Linked DNA regions of Sus scrofa: region 1 is linked to region 2. Evidence: chromatin contacts called from public HiChIP or PLAC-seq data. All regions are on one chromosome and are shown on one strand. Each heading gives the region's core, a stretch centred on a gene start, on an enhancer-like site or on the middle of the called end of the contact. The rest is flanking DNA. Distances are from core to core; before and after follow the strand shown. Region 1 holds the start of CLU (clusterin). Region 2 holds the start of TRIM35 (tripartite motif-containing protein 35).

Region 1 (5,111 bases), core at 1,213-3,712, 300 kb before region 2:
AGGAAATTAGAGACGATTTAAATGCCCAGCCTTGTGGGATGGCAAAATAAAGTAGTCAGAAAAAGGACTATTTACACAGGCACAGAAGTGTGCTTTTGGAGAATTTGTGCAGATAATGGATGTAAAGTATCTGATTATATGCAAAAGCATAGAACATAGAAGGAAATAGACCACAGCGCTAATGTTTGCCTCTCAATGGTGTGAATTACAGGGGAATTATTTTCTCCTTTTTCTTTTTGGTTGAGTTTTCCACATTTGGGGAGGTGGGAGAGGAGCTTGGGCTCTAGGCTTTAAATCCCAGCTTATTAGCTGCGTGACCATCCTCCCCATGGCTTTCTCAGGGGGAAAGAAGCTGCCTTGTAGTGCCTGGGAAAGGATGGCTTTGGAAGGGGGTGGAGGAGGGCGATGCTTGTTCAATCAGACCAGTTGGCAGCCAGGAGCCGGGAGGGGAGGGGAGTCTGTGCAAAGGGCTGGCAGTCTGGCTGCTCAGCCGCTGTTCTCCCTCTGTCCTTGGACTAGTATCAATATCACCTGCAAGCAGACTCTGAATCAGAATCTGCATTATAATGAGACTCCTGGGTAATTCGTAGGTAGTTTAAAGAAGCCAATCATTTCACTAAGGAAAAGCCACAGAGTCAGGGAGGGACCGCAGGTGGCCTTTGAGGGCCTGCTTCTGTTCTGTCCCTCTGCAAAGATGCCACTTCCCCAATAGATAATGCCAATGCCCGCGAATGGTCCAATGTTGACCAGTTTTGAAGGAGTCACAGTTTCCTCTGGTCACATTAGACCCTTCGCATCTCTGAGGTCTGTATTAAGTCCATTTTACAGATGAAGAAACTGAGACTCAGAGTTAAATGACTTGGTGTTAAGGAAAGGACACTGGCCTGGGGATTGGGAGAGCTGGGTCCTCATCCTGGGGCTGCCACATACTTGCTGCAGGCTTTGGGAAGCCCCATCCTGTCTGTGGGTTTGGCTTCCCCTCCAAGGGGGAGGGATTGGACAGGAGACTGGTTTCTTTCCCAGCTCGGAGCTCTATGGCTCCCGTGGTCCCAGTCCTGGTAGGAGATCCTACACTGACCACTGCTTTCCAGACTCCTCATGAAGGGCTCTTGCCTTTGGCTGCCCTGCCTCCCTTCCTCTCAGGACCCAATGCCCTGTCTTCTGGTATCAGAGGCTTATGTATGGATTTCTCAGAAATCATTGCCATCAGGGGCCTCCACACAACATCAGGGGTGTTTCTTGCTGGCTTTCTCTCTCTGGTGTGACAAAGGCTCTGTCCCTGCTCCAGGCGTTTCAGGCCTCAGTGAGCAGCTGGGGCAGAGCCGAGACACCTGAATTAGCGCCTGGCTCCACCACCCACTCACCATCTCTGGGGAAGGTGGTGACCCCGCCCTCTTCTCCCACGCTGCTTGAGAACCACAGCTCGGCTGCTTTGCTAATGATGTCTCAGGAGAGGTTTGCTTTATGAATATGCTCCCGAGGGTCCAGGGGGGCCTGCCAAGCTGAGAGCAGCTTCTGGATGTGCACCATCTCAGGAAGGAGAGACCCCCTTCCCGTTCTGTTCAGGGAAGTGGGCGAGTTCAGATTAGCGGTTCTGGGGAGGAGGTGCAGGGCACGGGGGTTCTGTTTTGCAACAGCTTCAGCTTCTGGGAAAGGGTCCATTGTGTAAGACCAGCTGGTCCAGAGCTCAGGGCAGCTGGCCGAGTGGTGGTGGGAGGACCTTGGCAGACACCCTGCTGTGGGCTTAGAATGTGCTAACCCAGAGGTCTGAGGTCCTCACTGCCTCAGACCCTGAAAAAGCAGTTTCAGGAGGTGTTGAGGCTTAGAGGCGGGCAGGGGGTAGGGGGGAGGAACTGCTGTGATTGATTGGTGATGTCTGCTGGGGCAGGATGGGTGATGCACACAGCAGCGGCCTGGACTGTCTGCACTCTGGACTGCAGTCCCCACTTTGGCAGGGGGAGGACGGGAGAGGCCAGATGAGTGACCCAAGAGAGGTGTTTTCAGAGTTTGTTTGATGTGAGCAGGTATCAGCAGATAGATGCCCTGCCTGGATGCAGACAGTATTGTGCCTTGCTCAGGCTTAGTCAGCTATTAAGGGTAAAGGGAGGAGAACGAGGAAAAGGGGGAGAAGGAGGAGGGGGACAGGGGGAGGGCAGCTTGGACCTGAGCCTGGTGGCTGTGACTCTGGAGTTCTTATATTAGGCTGCTGTCCTGTGGTTCCTGCCTCTATCTACTCCTTCCACTTGTCCGTGGCAAGTCTGAGCCTTTCTTGTCACTTCCCCAGATAAAGGGCAGTGGTGCCAGCTGAGGGGGTAGCCGAGGGCAAGGCCTCTGCTGGGCGCCTGGGAAGCCGAAGCCTCTGCAGGCAGCAGGCTAGAGCGGAAACCCCCCAGGCTGCCTGGCTGTTACCATGACAGTCCCTTGTTCTCTACAAACAGAGGCGTGCTAGAATTCCAGAACTGGAGAAGCAGGCGAGATGAAGACTCTGCTGCTCTTGGTGGGGCTGCTGCTGACCTGGGAGAATGGCCCCTGGGTGCTGGGGGACAAGGCCATCTCGGACAAAGAGCTCCAGGGTAAGTGAGCCTGTGCGCCTCCTCACATGCTCCCTCCCCGTCCTGGGTCCCAGGGTTAGAGAGCACCTTTCTCCCTCCTGTGCATCCCGTCGCACCTGCTCTGCCCCAGCCTTGCTGAGGCCTCCCTCGCCAGCCTGGGCTTTGCTGTCAGCTTGATTTCAAGGCAGTTTCAGGTTGTTCTCAAGCCCTTTCTGGCTGCTGCACCTCACTGGTCTGTTTCCCTCCGAGCCTGGCACCCACACCTCCTCCATGAAACCCCATGAAGCCTGGACCCTTGGCGCCTCTGTGGCCTGCCGTTTCTGAGTTGCCGGGGCACTTGTTCCCTGTATCCATCCCTTTCCACCTAGGAAACCAGTGCCCTGGATTCAGGAGAGGGGAACTCTCATTCCCTAAGAGGCTTGACATCCTTCAGAGCCCCGCTGGTGGTCCCCTCTTCTGCCAGACCTTTCCTGAAACCTAAATTCCCTCCTCCCCACTCTGTCCTAGCAGCTGACCACTGCAGGGCAGTAGTTAAAAACCCTGAGATCAGTTCTGGGTGGGTGTCTGGCTCCACCCTCCCCAGCTGTCTGATCTTGGGTGAGTGTCTTGATCTCTTTATCCTCATTGGTGCTGTGGGGTGAGGACAGATGGGCATGTTAAATAAAATGCATAAGAAGTGTTCAGCTTTGGAGTTCCTGTCATGGCTCAGTGGTAACGAATCCGACCAGTATGCATGAAGACGAGGGTTTGATCCCTGGCTTTGCTGTGTGTTAAGGATCTGGCATTGCCATGAGATGTGGTGTAAGCCACAGACACAGCTCAGATCTGGCATTGCTGTGGCTGTGGCATAGGCCGGCAGCTACAGCTCCAATTTGCCCCCTAGCCTGGGAACTTTCATATGCTGTGGGTGTGGCGCAAAAAAAAAAAAAAGAGAGAGAGAGAGAGAAGCGTTCAGCTCAGCTCCTGGCTCAAGATCAGAAACGTATTGGCTGTTATTTTCGGAAGTTCATTGACACTGTCTCATTGCATTTGTCACCCTGCTGTGTCTGATCACAGTCCCCTCGAGGAATGGTGTTGTTAATCCACAGTGCTTCCTGTCCCCGTCTCCTGACACCATGCATTGGAACAAAGAAGAACACATGCGTGCTTAAACTCAAGTCCAGAAAGACTTGTATCCAAAGTAATAATATTTACATTTTCATGCTTAAGCAGTTACCCTTGAAAATTTTCTTCGGCAGCCAATTAGGCTGCTTCTCCAGAGCCCTGGAGGTGGCCTGGGTTGTCTCTCCTCTGGGGTGTGTCTCTCTGATGGTTGGTGTTTCTGAGCAGGGTGGGGTGTAATGGATGCTCCTCGGTCCTGGGTCTGCAGTGAGCCCTGTGATGGAACTTGGGTTGGCAGAGGCTGGGCCCGAAGGCTGCCTGTCAGGGGCTCCTAGGCTTGGCAGCCCCTAGACCCACTGGCCTTTCCGACCCTTCCAGCTGGTTCCAGGCTTATATCCCCAGCACCATTCCTTCCTCTCGCCCCATCTACCTCCCTTGCGCTTTTCTTGCAGAAATGTCCACCGAGGGGAGTAAGTACGTTAATAAAGAAATTAAAAATGCCCTCAAGGAGGTGAAACAGATAAAGACCCTAATAGAACAATCAAATGAAGAGCGCAAATCACTGCTCAGCTCCCTGGAGGAAGCCAAGAAGAAGAAAGAGGTGAGGAAGAGCCAGGTGCCCCCCCCCCCCCCCCCGCCCTGACCCTCTGTGCAGGGGGGAGGGACTGGCTGTCGCTCCTCTGGATGGCCTGCCAGGTTGTCAGCCAGGTTGCCATGGCAACCCACAGTCCTTCCAGGCGGTGTCAGCTGATCCTGGGGCTGTGGTTAACAAACAGGGAAGGTTTATTTGCTTTTGAAAGCTTCAAGGGGTGAGATCTTGGATCTGGTTTTGTTACCAGCCTGGCCCAGGGCCTGCTGCCAAGATTCACTTCAGTAGATTTTGCTAGACCTTGATTATGACCAAACTCCAAGGCAGGCTTTGGGTAGGGTCTGTCACGGACATGGGTTAGGAGGGGGATGGCACCCCACCTTCAGGAAGCTTGTCTTGGAGGGGTACAGGGTATCTTTGGGGGTACAGTGGGCACACACTGCCCATGTCTTTCTAGAGTTCTGGACTACTTCATAAAGAGACACCCAGGTCCCTGGTGAACATACAAAACTAAAATTCTGCAATTCAATAAACAGCTTATTTTTTTAAAAAATCAATAGTCTCCTTAAGGGTATCCTCAAAGCCTACTCCCGTAGTCATACCTTCCCCCATGACAAAGAAGCTGTGATGGGGCCACCTGTCACCGTTGTGATCCCCAACACATAGAGTAAAAGCATTGTAAAGACTTGGAGAGGTTCTTCAGTAAAGAAACACATGGAACTTCATTTAACCCAAGTGTTTTTTTCCCAATCGAAGTGACCCAGGAATCCATTATTTTCCTCCCCAACTGTTTGTAGCAGAGCTCTCACTTTCTTTGAAGCTTAAGGCCCTTTCTTGGCATCAGTCTTCGTTCTCACGATACGCTAAGA
Region 2 (5,119 bases), core at 1,652-4,151:
AGAGGAATTTGAAATTCTACCGCATTTCAGGGCCTCTGAAGTTGGTCCATTCTTACTGGAAGAAGAAACAGAAGCTGGTGACACATTAGTTACAATCACCAAGACTTCTCTTTCCTGGTCTGTGTGTAAGGTTTAGTCACCCTCTTTCCTGAAATTATGCACAGAATCAAAAAAGTCCAGAGTGTCTGAGCTAGTGAGAATTTGAAGCAATTTGTCCAATCTTTCCTTTAACGGTTGAGGAAAAGGAAGTAAGAAAAGTAAAATAACATGCCCTAGGTCATGCCCCAGGCTGCCCCTGGCCCCGGTGTGGCTTGGAATAGGACCAAGTCTTTTCCGGATTTCCAGAAAGACTGGAGGACCTTATTGGTTTGACGGTAACCTTTGTATTCTTCTTAAAGAAAAAAAAAAGCAATACATTTGGGTGTTTTTTTTTTTTTTTTTTTTGTCTTTTGAGGGCCACACCCACGGCCTATGTAGGTTCCCAGGCTAGGGGTCTAATTGGAGCTGTTGCTGCTGGCCCACGCCAGAGCCACAGCAACACCAGATCTAAGCCATGTCTGCGACCTACACTCATGGCAACGCTGGATTCTTAACCCGCTGAGCAAGGCCCGGAATCGAACCTACAACCTCATGGTTCCTGGTTGGATTCGTTTCCACTGTGCCACGACGGGAACGTCAACTCTTTACTCTTGTTTTGTTTGGTGGTCCTACTCAAGAGTCCTAGGAAAAAAACAACAAAACGAACAAAGAAAATCATATGAATGGCATGAAACAGATAGCAAAACATATTCACAGAGCAACTGGGACATACAGATAAAAGAGTTAAAGAAAATAAGACTAGGAGAAACTAGATACTCCAGAGGAGTGCCTAGAATGTGGGGTTATTAGCCCCATCTTGTGGCCTTTCCAGATATTGCCTCTAAGGTTAATTTTTGAACCAATAAGCATAGCTGGAGACCAACTAGATGAGTAGATCTAGAGCAATTGGTCTCAAACTTTAGTGTACCTGAGAATCATCTGGAGGGCATGTGCAAAATGTAGGTTCCTGCCCCCTCCCCAAAGAGGCAAGTAGATAAAAGTACGTTCAAGAATCTGTGCTTTTAGAAAGCCCAGGTTATTGCAGGAGGATCACTGACCATGCATAAGAAACACTGCAGAAAGCAGTAAGAATTGGTGGCATCCATCTCCGTGGTATTGTGGGAAAAGGGCTATTCTGACTAAAAGTTTGGAAGGAAATTGTCTAGGACTATCAAGGGCCCGAGATTTTGGCCTACTTGCATGTTAACATGCATAATGAAAAAAATGTTGTGTGCCATATCAGTAAACAAGAGATGTTGCAGCTATCAAGCCATCACATCAATGCTGACCTGATGATGAGCCCTGAAGGAACTCAGGATCAAAAGAGGATGCCATCTAGCAGTCAACGGCTACAGCCAGCTTCAGACAGGGCCTGAGGAAACTCAGGATGAAAAACCACAGGATACTGGCCCCAGACTGCTGAGGTGCATTATCAAAGGATTTCAGCGAGCCCAGACTCTTGGAATTTCCCATACACAGAAAAGTGTAAAATTCCTTAACTTGAGATGTCTGTTTTTTTTTTTTTTTTTTTTTTTAATTAACAGTAATCTTTTGAAATTCCAACAACCTGGTCTTTGTTGCAAGAACTCCAGTATGTCCTGGCCCCTCTCTTACCTCTTTGGAGCAGTCTTTCAGAGTGACATACTGTGTCCTGGGCTTAAGTCCTCAGTTTTGTCCAAGAAACAAAACATAATTCTCAACTTTTATGTTTTACATTTTTTTTTTTTCTCTCAGTATTCCAAGTCAGCATGCCACAGTCTTAGGAATGCTGGTAGATAAGAATTCTGGGTCAGAGACAAAGGATAGTTTAATCCAACAGGAATTCTGGGTCAGAGACAAAGGATGGTAGTCAGATTATAGTCACTTGAGCCAGTTTCTTGACCCTTAATTCCCACAAGCCTTTTGGGAACCTGTGGGCCACAGGAGGAAGCTTAGGGAACCTGAATGAATCTTTTATAATGAGGAGTCAGATTGCCAGATCTTTGCCTGGAAGGAGACATTATTTCTGTCTTCCCAAGCTGTTTATCATAGGAACATCCTTGAAAAATAAGTCTTATAAATGCAGTCTCTGCTCCCATACAGGAACTTGAGCCATGTGGACTTTGTCTTCCAACGCAAACCGGAAATGAAAGTGTGTCAGGGGAAAAGAATCCTACGTCAACCTGTGGCAGGAACGGGGAGTTGGAGAGCCTCATGCCTGCTGTAACTGGCATGAAGAATTCAGCCTGGATGCTAATTCCCATAGATAACTTTGCAGACGTCCTTGATCTCCGTTTCACTCTCGAGGACATAGGTTGGAAAGACTGTGACTTGCCCACTTATTCAACCACGGGATAAGAATGGGGTCTTCTCAGAGGTCTTCCAGGGCCCCTTTCTCTCACTCGGTTCTGCCTTACCCCAGGGGGCAAGCACAAAACTGGCCAAAATAAGTAAACAACTAATGCAAGAGTGGGCAAAGATCTTTGAAATAGCACTGCAAGTAGTGGACACGCTAACGACCAGGTAAGGTAGACTCCACTTCGGAACCAGAAATAAGGACCTCTGGCTCCTTCCACCTCACATGCCTGAGATTTCCGGGGATTGGTTAACGAAGAGACTCCTAGACTTCATTTCCCATTTGAAATCGGAAGTAGGTTTCAGTGACTCGGAACCCCACAGACTGGAAGGGGACTTACTTCCCAGCTAAAACTAGCGGGCCAACAAGGGAATGGCGGGAACTGCGGAGCATACAGGCCCCGCCCCGCTCTTCCGGGATTCCTCCCGCCCCGCGCCGACCGGAACTGGGCGGAGTCTCCCGACTACGCCCTGTGCGCTATTGGTTGGCGCTGCTGTCGCTCAGTGCTCCCGAGCGGAAGGGGCTGTGTGCCCCTCTCCGCAAGGTCCCGGGAGCCGCGAGGCAGGTGGGAGGGGCGTGAGTGAAAGTTGCCGGCGTTGGAGCCCGCAGACCCGGCAATGGAGCCGGGCCCGGCCGCGTCCCCCGGGCCTTCCCGTTCCTTCAAGGAGGAGCTCCTCTGCGCCGTCTGCTACGACCCGTTTCGCGACGCCGTGACTCTGCGCTGCGGCCATAACTTCTGCCGCGGGTGTGTGACCCGCTGCTGGGAGGTGCAGGTGGCGCCCACTTGCCCGGTGTGCAAGGACCGCGCGGCTCCCTCCGACCTGCGCCCCAACCACACCCTCAACAACCTGGTGGAGAAGCTGCTGCGCGAGGAGGCCGAGGGCGCGCGTTGGACCGGCCACCGCTCCCCGCGCCTCTGCCGCCTGCACCGCGGCCAGTTCAGCCTCTTCTGCCTCGACGACAAGGAGTTGCTCTGCTGCTCGTGCCAGGCCGATCCCCGGCACCAGGGACATCGGGTGCAGCCGGTGAAGGACACTGCCCACGACTTCCGGGTAAGCGAGGTCGCGTGAGGGAGGTGGCTGAGGGCGCACGTGGACTGGAACCCAGCACCCTGACTCTGCTACCCTTGCACTCCCGCCTGCCAGAGCGGTGTGTGCTCGGTCCTGCCCCTCTTACTGCTAGCTTGCTGGTGCCTTCTCGGGACCCCCACTCCCTGACGCTGATAACCTACAGAGGCTGCCTTCTTCATTAAGGCCCGCTCTTGGGTACCTAAGAGGGGAGGGGAGAGAATGTCAACAGGAAATGTGAGAATTGGGGTTACAATAGGAAGCTCTCAAGACAGCCCCGCCCACCTCTGAAGGGCTGGGACCACGCTGCCCCCTTTCTACCCGCTGGGTGTAGCCCACGCCCCTGAAGAAGCATAGGTGTGGGTAAGCCCAGCAACCCTGAAACTTGGCACAGTCTGGGTAAAGGCACAGGACCACAAGACCTGGCCAGGGATGTGGAGTCTTTAGATCTCCCCACATCGGTCACCTCCTTCTCGAGGTGGCCCCATGTGTTGTGTAGCTGTGGGGAGGCCTCTGGGCCCAGGCCAGCTGGACTGTTCTGAATCACTCTAGGCATCTCTGATGAGTAGAGTTTAAGTGGCTATAAATAAAGAAGCACTTAACAGGGCAAGAGTAACATGAAGGAAAAGTGATCAGGAAATAAGGATTCGCTAGCTCAGTTTTCAGATCTTTTGACCTTAGCTGGCCCATAGCAAATATTTTTTCCGTTATGACCCAGAACAGCCATGTGAATGTATGATGCTCTGTATCAGTTGTAACAAAAGTTCTGTGAAAATGTCTGTTGTGCTTAGACACTTGGTGTCGTTTTATTTTAAAAATTGCGCATGGGAGTTCCTGTTGTGGCTCAGCGGTTAAGGAACCCTACTAGCATCTATGAGGACTTGGGTTTGATCCCTGGCCTCGCTCAGTGGGTTAAGGATCCAGCGTTACTGTGAACTGTGGTGCAGGTTGCAGGCACTGCTCTGATCTGTGTTGCTGTGGTTGTGGCTTAGACTGGCGGCTACAGCTCCAATTGGACCCCTAGCCTAGGAATCTCCAGATGCTGCGGATGTGGCCCTAAATAAATAAATAAATAAATAAAACCTGCACAGAGTGTGAAACACTAATTTATTTCATCACCTGCTAATACATAGGCTAGACCCATAGTTTGGAGAACACTGGTTAGCTGGTAAGAAGGTGAGTATATTCCAAAGGGGGCACTGCAAGGACTCTGAGTGCCTGGTCTCCAGCCACTGTTTTACTCTGTTTTCATGTCTTTCTTAAGAAATGTCCAAAGTTGACAGTTGATATATATTTTGACAGAGTTCAAGTGGAGGGGAAGGTCAGCACCATGCTCCTTTGAACACCACAGTAGCTCAGCAGTAGGATAAGCCTATAACTGCTGTCCCCTTATTTGTTTAACAGTGGTCCTCAGCAATGCTTTTTCTCATTTCCCCTGGCAGGAGCGCCAGGTCCTGATTTGGGACAGCTGAAGTAAGTGCTGGGCATTCTGGGGGCTGGGGTCAAGGTAGGGGTCACCATGGATCAAGTCATGACAAAGCACTATGGGGCTGGCAGAGGTTTAGATCAGGAAGAGGGGTAGGGGTCAAGGCCAAGAGCACTAAGGCAGGACCCTCAGGTCTGGGCTAAGCCGCGGGAT

What was found. HiChIP or PLAC-seq counts read pairs in DNA pulled down with a chosen protein or histone mark.
Region 1: a contact with region 2 is called in an H3K27ac HiChIP or PLAC-seq map of skeletal muscle, with 4 times the contacts expected there. The contact joins the promoter of CLU here to the promoter of TRIM35 in region 2.

Annotation. Positions count from the first base shown.
Region 1 is chr14:11,346,343-11,351,453 of Sscrofa11.1, reverse strand. CLU (clusterin) reads left to right here and starts at 2,462. Exons shown (of 8, transcript NM_213971.1): 1 at 2,462-2,573; 2 at 4,106-4,254. The coding sequence starts at 2,477.
Region 2 is chr14:11,049,685-11,054,803 of Sscrofa11.1, reverse strand. TRIM35 (tripartite motif-containing protein 35) reads left to right here and starts at 2,901. Exons shown (of 7, transcript XM_001928380.5): 1 at 2,901-3,465. The coding sequence starts at 3,031.